Regions from separate parts of the Rattus norvegicus genome. Here region 2 is linked to region 1. The links are chromatin contacts, called in public Hi-C maps. All regions are on one chromosome and are shown on one strand. Each heading gives the region's core, a stretch centred on a gene start, on an enhancer-like site or on the middle of the called end of the contact. The rest is flanking DNA. Distances are from core to core; before and after follow the strand shown. Region 1 has its middle 17 kb from the start of Ldhb. Region 2 has its middle 14 kb from the start of Kcnj8.

Region 1 (5,607 bases), core at 2,469-4,968:
TCTTCCACATTTTTTTGTTTATTGAGACAAGGTTTCATGTAGCCTACAGTGACCTCAAATCCTCTGTGTAACTGAAGATGACCTCTGGCTCCCATTGGTGCTCCTGCATCCACCTGCCAAGTGCTAGGATACAGGCATGAGCCACCACACCCAGCCTTGACATCTACTTGACAGCATTTGAAGTGATGAACTTTTAATTGATGGGCTCACCGTGCAGCCTAGGCTGGCCTTGATCTTACCATTTTTCTGCATCTACCTCAGACTGTTGGGATCCTGTACCTGTTTTCTTTTGATGGTTTTGAGCTCTCAGAATGCGTTGTCTGTATGCCTGTGCCATTGCCACCAGGTGGCAGCACGAACCCGGTCATTCATTTCCTGCCTGTAATGTTGGAAATGATGTCTACTCCTCACAGTGTTTTTTATGACAAGAAGTCAGCTTCCTAGAGTCATAGTTCCTTGTGGGGGGAAAGACAATATATAGTTGAAGCATGCGTTGCAGCAGACATGAGAACTGTGGTTAATATTGTGTGTGTGTGTGTGTGTGTTTGTGTGTGTGTGTGTGTGTGTGTGTGTGTGTGTATGTGTGTGTGTGTGTGTGTGAGATAGCCGGGGGAGCTTGTATCTGTGCAGCAGGAGAGGGGGCTCATGTTTTGCTTGTGAATGCTGCTCTTTAGGGGATCCAAGTTCCTCTCTTACACCCTTGTCAGGTGGCTTACGACCTCCTGGAACTCCTGCTCTAGAGGGTCCTAAGGCCTCTGGCTTCAGCGGGCACTGTGCTCACATCTGCAGCTTCCCCCCAATAGGGCCCGCAGGTACACACATAACAAAAACTAAAATCTTTTAAAACTCCCGTCCAGCCATAAGCAGCTGCTGCCACACCCTAGACACACTCCCACCAAGACTGAGGGGACGGTGTTGTCTAAGGGTGAAATGGGCTCCCACACAACACAGATTTAACCAAGGACACTGGGTTCTCTCCTTTTAGTCACTGGCTTCCTAGATCAGCTTCTCCAAGACGGGGGTGGTGGTGGTGGAAGGGGTGGGGAAGAAAAACAAAACAACAAGCAAACAAAAAAAAAAAAAAACGGTCTCTACTGGACTAAGTTTGTCTCTCAACAGAGTGATTCATTCAGCTTTTAAGATGTTTCTCCCATCTTACAAACAGCTGTGGAAATGTTCTACAGACTGAGAACTGGACCCTATAATCACACTGCACACAAAAGCTGCCCAGGCTTCCCTGGGGCTTAAGGAGGGCTCTTTAAACAAAACTTCCAAGTGAAACGTCAGGAGACCCGGAAGATGGTTTGGAATGGTGGGTTTGAGGTTGTTGGAATTCGTTGCTTGCTTCTTTAGTGGGGTTTGCGTGGCCCATTTCCCGGCGTTGTTGTCACCGATAAGGCTGAGTGTCTGCATGTGGGTCAGTATTCTCATCTGTCAGACGGGGTGATGACCTCTCTGTGAGGAACAACTTAGGGCCTTGATGTGGCCTGCATGGAACATTGACTTGGGTAACTGCTCACCACCTGTTTCCCTACTGCTCGCTTTGTCAAAGTCAGAGGGGCGGGGAAGTCGTAGGTTCTATGAGTGCTTTGTTCGCTTAAGTTTTTAAAAAGATTTATTTATTTTATGTATATAAGCACACTGTCACTGTCTTCAGACACACCAGAGGAGGGCATCAGATCCCATTACAGGTGATTGTGAGCCACCATGTGGTTGCTGGGAATTGAACTCAGGACCTCTGGAAGAGCAGTCGGTGCTCTAACCATTGAGCCATCTCTCCAGCCCCTGCTGTTTATTTAAATAAACAAAAAACTCTTCTGAGCCGGGGAGACAGCTCAGTGTGTAAATCACTTGCCAAGCAAGCATGACGGCCAGAGTTTGGTCCCCAACTCCCATATAAAAATTATGTGAGTAGGACAGCCTGCCTGTAATCCCAGCACATCCCAAAGCAAGTGGGCTAACCCGATTAGCCAAGATGGTAAGTTCTGGGTTCAGCAAGAGGAGAGACCCTACTTCTACCTCATTATATAAGTTGGAGTGTGATCAAGTAAGATACTCAAGTGTCAAGGTCAGCCTTGCACAAACATGTGTGCACATGCACTTGTAAACTCACAGGCCTATGCACACAAGAGCAGTTCTGAGCCTCAGAGTAATTGACCCACTTCAAAATTTCTTTCTGCCTCAGTAAAAGCTTCTCTGGAACAGTAGACCACACTGCACAAATGCAGTAGTCATGGTGGTCAGGGCTGGGTCTGGATCAGGAGGAATATTTTGAAATTCGCAGTAGCTAGATCGCAGAATTCTTTTATGTGTGTCTTATGAGACAGAGCGCCTGCATTTGAATCCCAGCTAGCTATGAAGCTTGACCACTAGCTTTAAAAAATACTGTACTTTTAAATTTAATGTCATCTCAATCTTAAAATGAGAATGAGACTCATTCTTTTTGTCATGGAGCTCCGGGGAAAATGTAACGTACTCATAGGTATAAAGTCAAAAGTATCATTGGAAAAGTGCCTGGTCCGATGAATGTTGTCCATTATTATCAAGTAAATGAATTAATGCATTAATTGTGTGTTTATAAAGGCATGTCTTCTAACCCTCATTTATATCACCGAATAGTTGATTTTGGCAGTATCTAGAATTACCCAGGAGACAAATTCTAGGCATGCCACTAAGGGTATTTTTAGTTGGAATTAATTGAGAAGCCCACCCAGAATGTGAATTCTATTATTGCATGGGCTGGGGTCCTGGGTTCGTTCGTGTTCTCTCTCTCTCTCTCTCTCTCTCTCTCTCTCTCTCTCTCTCTCTCTCTCTCTCTCTGCCTCTCTGCTTCCAGATACGGGTACGGTTTGCTGAGGTCCCTCTCAGCTCCCAGTGCCCCAGATTTGTAAGTCAGGCAGATGCCTTCTTCCTTCACTTGCTTTGGTTAGGTATTTTATCACAGCAGTGAGAGAGAAAAGTTAAATTCATCAATGAGATAATTAGATTTAGAGATTAAAGGTCCTTTGGCAATTATCTATCCCAAGTCACAGTCAAATCTAAGAAGCCTAAATCCACAAAGGTCAGATTCCTCACTCCTGATAGTCCAGACCCTGGGAGCAGTCCTCAGCTGGTAACCTGTCTTTGTCTCTATCAGATTGAGGAGAATTGCGTGGTTTAATCATAATAATGTTTACAGTTGGCAGAAAATGCACACTTAGAGCAAGCGGTCAGACACGTCATAGTCAGTTTATGTTCCACTCACAAGAACCTTCTACCTTGGTCCCCATTTCTTGGCGTTCACGTTACACAGAAAACACAATAGAAAGCTTTTTTTCCCATTTTGGTGGCTGTGGGGGCTCTGGAACATCAAGTTTCTTCTTGAGTGATGATTTTTATTTTCGGTGGAAGGCTGCCAATGTTGCGTGTTTACCCACCGCCTCAGGGGAACGCACACCACAGCCTAGAGAAAGGGCTTTGTGTCCCTTAGGTGTTCTGAAACACCACCCGGGGAGACAGACCCCCTCCATGTCTCTTGCTCTCTTTCCTGAAACATAAAAGCTAAAACAGAGAACATAGCCAGCCAGGTCCTTAGAGCCCAGGAGGAGTGGAATCTTTCATTTCATGTGATCACGTGGACTAGCTGGCTCTTTGGACTCTGAAGTGTCCTGTGCATCCTGTTCATGCCCTTTAAACCTGTTTGTACCAGAGTTTTAAATAGTGATAACCTGGCTTCCATAGTGGCGTGGTGTGGGTGTCCTCAGGACACAGCGAGCTCATGACCACACTCCATGAGCCAGGATCAGTGCTGGCCTGCTCCCTCACAGTGGCCCCTTACCACTGCTTCCTAAAACCCTCTTCTGTTTGAAATGCCACTCATTGTTGGCTGGCTTGCTTGTTGTTGGGTTTTTATTTTTGTTTATTTTATTTTATTGGTGACTGATGGGACAGGAAAAGATCATATCATTGCTTCCATACCAATATTTAGCATCAAAGGGAAGACAGACATCAGGAAGTTACATCTTCAATCATTCAAAACATTGCCGTGAAAATTTCGAGACACAATATAAAAGTGTGCGCATGTTGGCTAAATTGTTTACAGGTCGTGTCTCACTGCCCCTTCTGTCTTCTGTACTGTGCTTCTGTTGTATTTTTATACTGTTAGGGAGAGCATCCCAGTTATCCACTTGGAGAAAGCTTAGCCACTCTTGGCCCCAGCCTAATGCCAGCCCCTTTGCTGTCAGAAGTAAAGCAAACTGTCTAAGTGCCTGGTGCCAGAGAGGGTGGGCTTGTGCTCAACTCCAGCTCTGTCCATGACTTAGCTGTCACTTCCCTAAGTAAATTGGGACCTCTATGCCTTGCATTCTCTCCACCTGTAAAATATAGCAAGTGCCAGATCAGCTAGGGCTCTGTAGTGAACACTGTGGCAAAAATCAAGAATGAATAAGAATGGATAGATGGATGGATAGATGAATGGACAGATAAATGGATGGATGAATGGATGGATGGATGGGGTGGATGAATGGGGTGGATGGATGAATGGATGGATAGGTAGATGGATGAATGGATGGATAGATGAATGGATGGATGGAGGGACAGATGGATGGAGGATGGATGAATAGATAAATAGATGTTTCATTTACTTGAGATTGTTTAAAATAGAGCAAGGCATAGTGTCAAATGTCTATAATCTCAGCACTCAGGAGGCTGAGTCAGGAGAGTGATTTCTGGACCAGCCTGGGTTATGTTGCAAGTGCTAGACTAGCCTCTTAGACAAACATAGTGAGACCCTGACTCTCAACAGAACAAAACAATAATTGTTTACTTCACCCTTGGTGTTATTATGCATTCATGCCTCAAGCATTAAAATGACGATGCATCCAAAGGGGTTGTCCAGGTTTCTGGGTCTAATGTGTAACCAATGATCTTGGAGACTTTGCTCATGGTCTACAGGGTGTGTGCACACACACATGTGACTACGTTCGAGGCTGTCCATCTGCACTAGTGCAGACGCCAGGAGGGTCAGGTGTCCTTCCAGATTACAGTCCACGGTTTCTTTGAGACCTTGTCTCTCCTGGAACCAGGGGTTGATGCTTCTGAGGCAAGGCTGGAAGCCAGCAAGCCCCAGTGGCCCTCCCTGTTTGTGCCTCCTTGTAGCTGGGGTTGCTAGTGCGCACAAGATGGCCGCTTGTGACATAGAAGCTGGGACCCAAATGTTGGAACGCATGACTGTCCAAGTGCTCTTGACCACTTAGGCACCACTCCAAGAAGGGTCCCCAAGGGTCCCACTAGGGTCTCCCAAGAAGCAGTGTCCCAGCTTGCTTAGGACTTGCTGTGCTGTTCTCCAGTTACAGGGTATTCCACCATCCATACGGCAAAGTGAAAATGGAAATACCTTTGAGGGTAAGCATTGCTCTAGTTTGCTTTCTGTTGCCGTGACGAAACACTCTGGCCAAAAACAAATTCCTGAAGGAAAGTCTTTATGCTGCCTTACAGGTTAAGTCCACCAGCAAGGAAAGTCAAAGGATGACCTGGAGTCAAGGAATGCTGCCTCCTGGTTTAACTCCCGATCCTCTGCTCAGTGAGCTCTCTTACACGGCCCAGAACACCCTGCCAAGCAACAGTACC
Region 2 (5,514 bases), core at 2,141-4,640, 38 kb after region 1:
ACATGAATAAGTGACTATCACCCCATATAGGACATTAAAAACAGAAAAGAAAGGATTCCATCCAAGTCTAGGTTGGTGAACAAATCATTTTATTGAGATTACTTATTGGAATATGTGGGAGGAGCTACTTGCTGAAGCATGGGTGAGGAGCTTCTCACAGGAGCATGGGTGCCTGAAAAGCCCACTCCAACATGGGTGAAGACCCAATTTGAACCCAAGTGCAGACAAAACTACTGACATGTCAACAGCTTGTAGAACCTTGGGGAGGAATCTTTGTGAATCTTGTAATGTGGGCTCCTCAAGCTTTGAGAGTTCTTTACCTTCTTGGGTCTTATGGGCTTCTATTCTTCCTCCACGAAAAAACATTTCAATTCAGAGGGAAGCTGGGTAACTAACGTGCTAAGCTGTACTGTGGCCACTCCCAGCTGGAGCTGACCTTAGCTCTGCTGATTAAGAGGTCACAGTGAGGTACTGACTTTGCCATGCAGGTGTATGGGAGCACAGTTATGAAAACAGCTGAAACCACATTTGTGAAAGAGTGTCCCCTTCCTTTATTAGCACATAACTCTGTGCCTATGTACAAAGTTACTAAAGATTCAGTTCAGTGTAGGAGTATATCCGATTGTCACAGCACTTTCCTAGAATGTTCCTGGTTCCAAGGCCAGATAGTAGTAATTTCTCATCAGTACAGCATCTTCACAATAGTAAGATCTTAATGCATTTTATACTACAACCATAGTTGCCACAGCTAATACTGTTTTAGTGATTTCACAGGAGATGTTCCTACAGCAATACTAGCCAATAGACAGAAAAGAGGGGCTCTTTAACAGGTAAGGCACCAACAGTCCAATGACAAGGGAGAGCCAGTGAATTTGTTCTAGAATGCCCAATAGATCCTAAGATAGTGATGATGCCCACACAAGAAGACCATGGGGGCTAGACCCCAGCTATGGCTGCTGACAACCAAGTCAGTTCCTGAAGTCTCACCCTTGCATCAAGTGCTGTGCCTTAGTCTTCCAACAAGAATGTCTTAACACCAAGTAATTTAACACAGGGAAAGAAGTTGAAGGAGAAGCTGTCAGCCCCCATTCTCTGATGCTACACTTTCCGGAAATGGGCATCATTAAGCAATGCCAAGCGAGCGAATCAGAAACTGCGGGAGATTCTGAGTAGAATCCCTCACTCACATGGGAGGCAATGGCTTCATCTGACCCCACTGCATCTGTAACAGTCAAAAAATTCCAAGCCAAATTAATCTCCTGCAGCCTTGCATTGTTATTCTTTTTATTAGTATAAAAGAAGTTCCAAGGAATGCCTGGAAAGATAAGGAAGATGACAAGAGTTGGTGGGAAGAGAAAACCAGGCTGTCTGACTCATCCCGGAGACTTGGACTAAGGAGATGATTGACAGCTGCAGAGTTCAGGAAATCCCCCGTTCAGGGATGGGTGGCAGGGGCAGACGTGGAGACAGGGCTGTCACAGGGTCCTGGGTTCAGGGATGAGTGGCAAGGACAGACATGGAGACAGGGCTGTCACAGGGCCCTGACACCCTGTGTTCTTTCAAGTTCAGGCAGTGATTCACACTAGGGGATTCTTGGGCCTCCAGATTCTAGGAAGGCTTGTGGCTTCATTCCCAAAGATATCGTGGGTCACCCAGAGTGATGCAGAAAAAAGCAGAGGGCACTGGTGATGTGAAGCATTGCAACTGAAGTTATATCCAATGTTTTCTTTTTAAATTTAAGTTTAATTTCGTGTTTAGTGTTTTTAATTTAGTTAATAATTAAAAATTTTGTCACATTTGTTTGTAATTTGTTTTCAAATTGCATATGCTGGTATATTTTTAAAAATATATCTGTGTTTTTCTGTGTGGGTTTGCATATCTGCACTTAGTACCCATGGAAGCCAGAAGACAATGTCAAAATGTCCCGGAGCCAGAGTTACAGGCAACTGTCAGTCACCCAAAACGGGTGCTGGGAACTGAAGGCAAGTCCTCTAAAATGGCAGTAAGCACCCTTAACTCCCGATCTACCTCTCTAGCTCCTTGGTATACAGATTAAAATTTTGGCATTCTTAAATTTGACTTAAGCATCTATTTTTTTTTTTTAAAGAAACCTGGAACACAATCGCACTTACAGAAAGTTCCATTTCAGGCAAAACTACCCCTAGTTAGACAGAAGCTCTTGCACGCTGTGCCCTTTTCTCTTGAGTGTCTGCACTCTGCACCTGGAAGACAGAGTGTGTGATTGTCAAGAACGGAAATAGGCCGTAGAGAGCATCGCAATGAACGTGGAACTGTTTCCTAACAGACACCGCACAGGAAAACACACAGAGAGAGCTTGTTCTGGGATGCAGGAGGTTAAACAAGGGAACTACAACTAAGGAAAAACCATTTAAGGTTTCCTTGTTCGATGCTTGTGGGTATTTTTGCCTGCATGTATGCGAACTCCCTAAATGTGTGTAGTACCCAAGGCGGCCAGAAGAGGGAGCCAAATTCCCCGGAACTGGAGTTACAGATGGTTGCGCGCTGCCAAGAGAAGCCAAGAGAATGTAACCTGAGTCTTCTGCTTGAGCAGCAAACACTCTTAACCACAGAGCGGTCTCTTCAGCCAATCAGATTCTCAGTACAGGGCAAATTCATTACACTTTTTCTCTAGGGCAGAAATAAAGTTTCTTTCACACCTAATTCCCAGATCTTTGCTGTGGAGACATTCTATCTGCCCACTCCACTTGCTTTTTCCCAGTCTACCGCCCTTGATAGTTTTGTGGCTTCCAGACTGCCACGTGTGAAACTCGACAGAGCGAAATGCAAACGAGGCAGGCTGCATACAGTGGAGAGTTTCGTTCCGCGAGTCTATTTATTCTTTTAGTGATTTAAATGCAACATCTACCATTTCTGACATTGGCCGTTGAGCAAAACATACCCAGGCGTGTTTGTTTTCTCTAAGGGAAAGCTAAGAGATACGGCAACTCTACCCGAAAGAGATCAGATGGAAAACGTGGAACAGGAAACAAAAACAAACAAACAAACAAATAAACCAAAAACCTGGGACACGTTCCAGAAATGCAGAAGGGACATTTTCATGTCAAAATCAAAATCACACCCGCCCTCTAGTTACTTAGGCACAGGAAGACAGGGGACGTGCCTGGGCCATGACAGTGTTGCTTTGCCGATTTCTGGGAGCGGAAGCACCACACTGCTCACCTCAGAGCTGTTCCCTTTCCTGGCTTTCTTCTCTCCCAGCCACACAGTGTTAGCTGACAATTCGTGGCTGTTCTTTGTCAGAATTCCAAAGCTCTCTCTCTGAGTGAAATTCTAGGATCCCCAGCCCATAGATGCTCCAAGTGCCCTTGGCCTTGGTCTGACAGAGTGACTCAGAACTCGCAATCCTCCAGTGGCCCAAGGAAATGACCTCCAGGGAGGACAGTGTCACCAGTGAGCATGGTGAAGCATTTCCTGCTCCTGTTGATATTGTTCTGCGCTCTGCAGTTTATAGGGAGAACGCTTTCCTCTTTGATGACTAAATTAGTCTCAGATAAAGAGGAAAGAGTGAAAAGACCTCTGTATCCCCTTCATTTCGTTACTTTCAGGATGTAGAAGGCAGAGAAAGGACTAAAATTTGTGTCTCCAAGGAGCAGTGCGTGAAAGCATTCACAACAAACCCTACAGGCAGCTCAAGAGGAAGCTTAGGGGCCACGCTCTTCCCAGGATCTTTCTACACGATTCTCATCAAATGTGATGGGAACTCCCCACAGACCTTCGGAGGATGTGACTCCAATTACACTGACAGTAATTTACTGCAAAGATTCAAGTTCAAGTCCGTGGAAATCTTAATCAGCCTTTAATGTCAGGTCAAGATAGGACATTGGAGCCAATTCTGCTTTAAAGGGCTTACATCTTTATTGATTGTCTTTTTCAGGCAGCTCTCTCCCTCTCCAAGACTTCTACAGCTCCCTTCAGTGTAAGCCCTGCCTCTGTCCCTCTGAGGCTCTCTGGGGGGTAACTGAGGTGAAACTATTGTATCAAGAACGGTTTGTTTGAATGAACGCTCAGCAGGGAGGACATGGCCCACTTGGTGAAGTGCTCCGGGTGCAAGTGTGCAGAAAGAACTGCTTTTGGACCCAGAACCCACCTCAAAGCCTGTCACAGCTTCGTGCAACTCCAACACGACAGGAGTAGCAACAAGTGGCTTCCTGAAGCTGCTGACCAGCCAGCCAATCCGCAGTGATGAGCCCCAGGTCAGTCAATGAGAGGAGACCCTTTCTCAAAAAATAAAGCAGCAAAGAATAAGGTATCTAGTATCAATCTCCGGCCTCCACATGCTCATTTGCACCAGCGCACACCCACCACATGCACCATCTTCACACACAGCCCTGTGCACACACACAGATTGAGGCTAAATATCTACATACTCCTGGACCGCTTCGGTGTGTGTTGACAAAGCAAAGGGTGAAATGTGTTGTATGCAAAATTAAAGCCGAGATCCGCTTCTCAGTTGAAAATGCTACAAATCAACGGAGTTCTCTAAAGGCTTCACATATTCACATAGACAACTGGAGAGAGACCGACTTTTTCGGGAATGGCAGTCAAGGCTTTTCTAGCTGGACTCCAATGTGGCTTCCTGGGTTCATTTTCCAGCTTCATTCTCAACACTTTATATCTCTTCAAGTTCACCTAGTACTGCATCTGCCTGTCTATAACATCTATATTGACAGAGATATAGAGATACACAGATGTATAAATTATTATATGTTATTATATAGATATAGGTTATGGTATATATGTAGATATAGATAATATAGATAGATAGAGATTGAAAGAGAGAGACAGAGAGAGAGAGACACACACACACACACAGAGAGACAGAGACAGAGACAGAGAGACAGAGACAGAGAGGAAGGGTGCGAGAGGTATCACATGGAGCTGTAAGCTACTGAGGCTAAAATTCTCTGCTTTTACCAAAATGTTCTTACTAACCCTTTCAAACCTCCCATCAGCCTACTTATCCATATTTCATAAATAATTTCATTCATAAATCATTTCAATCCCCTCACCCTTGCTCTCGCCTTCGGACTATTTATCATAGCATTTGCTTAAATACACAGTGCCAGGAGGCTGGTAGATGTCCTCTCTTCCCAGACCCCTTTTTCTTAGTTCACGGCTACAACTTTTGCTTTTCTGGGAACGTGACCATAGGGTTACAGACTTGACATTCTTCATCAACTTTTCCTATGGCCATGTCCCTAATTTTAAATTAAAAGACTTCAAACAGAGGGCAGTATGTGACATCCAATTCCTGGTTCCAGGACAGTTTTACTTGGGGCTGCAGAGGCAGCTGCATGGTAAGAGCACCTGTGGCTCTCCCAGAGTTCAGCACTCACATGGCAGTCCATAGCCACCGAGAACTCCAACTCCAGGGGATCTGATGCCTAGGTCTCATCCCCATGGGCACTGCTCTCATGCATGTACACATATGTGCATGCCAAATGCATATAATTGATAGGATATATTCCATCG

What was found. A called contact is a pair of places that touch in the nucleus more often than the background predicts.
Region 2: a Hi-C map of liver shows a contact between it and region 1, with 4 times the contacts expected there. The contact joins two enhancer-like sites. A contact is called at or near these places in 3 of 12 Hi-C or Micro-C datasets (kidney and liver).

The regions. Positions count from the first base shown.
Region 1 is chr4:177,191,688-177,197,294 of GRCr8, forward strand. No RefSeq gene overlaps it. Among named protein-coding and RNA genes, the nearest start is that of Ldhb, 17 kb to the left of the region's middle. Within about 2 kb of position 3,719, at least 1 of the 93 cell types and tissues checked has an H3K27ac peak or open chromatin away from gene starts, as enhancers often do. A contact at or near this core is called in liver, where this site is marked.
Region 2 is chr4:177,230,116-177,235,629 of GRCr8, forward strand. No RefSeq gene overlaps it. Among named protein-coding and RNA genes, the nearest start is that of Kcnj8, 14 kb to the right of the region's middle. Within about 2 kb of position 3,391, at least 4 of the 93 cell types and tissues checked have an H3K27ac peak or open chromatin away from gene starts, as enhancers often do. A contact at or near this core is called in liver, where this site is marked.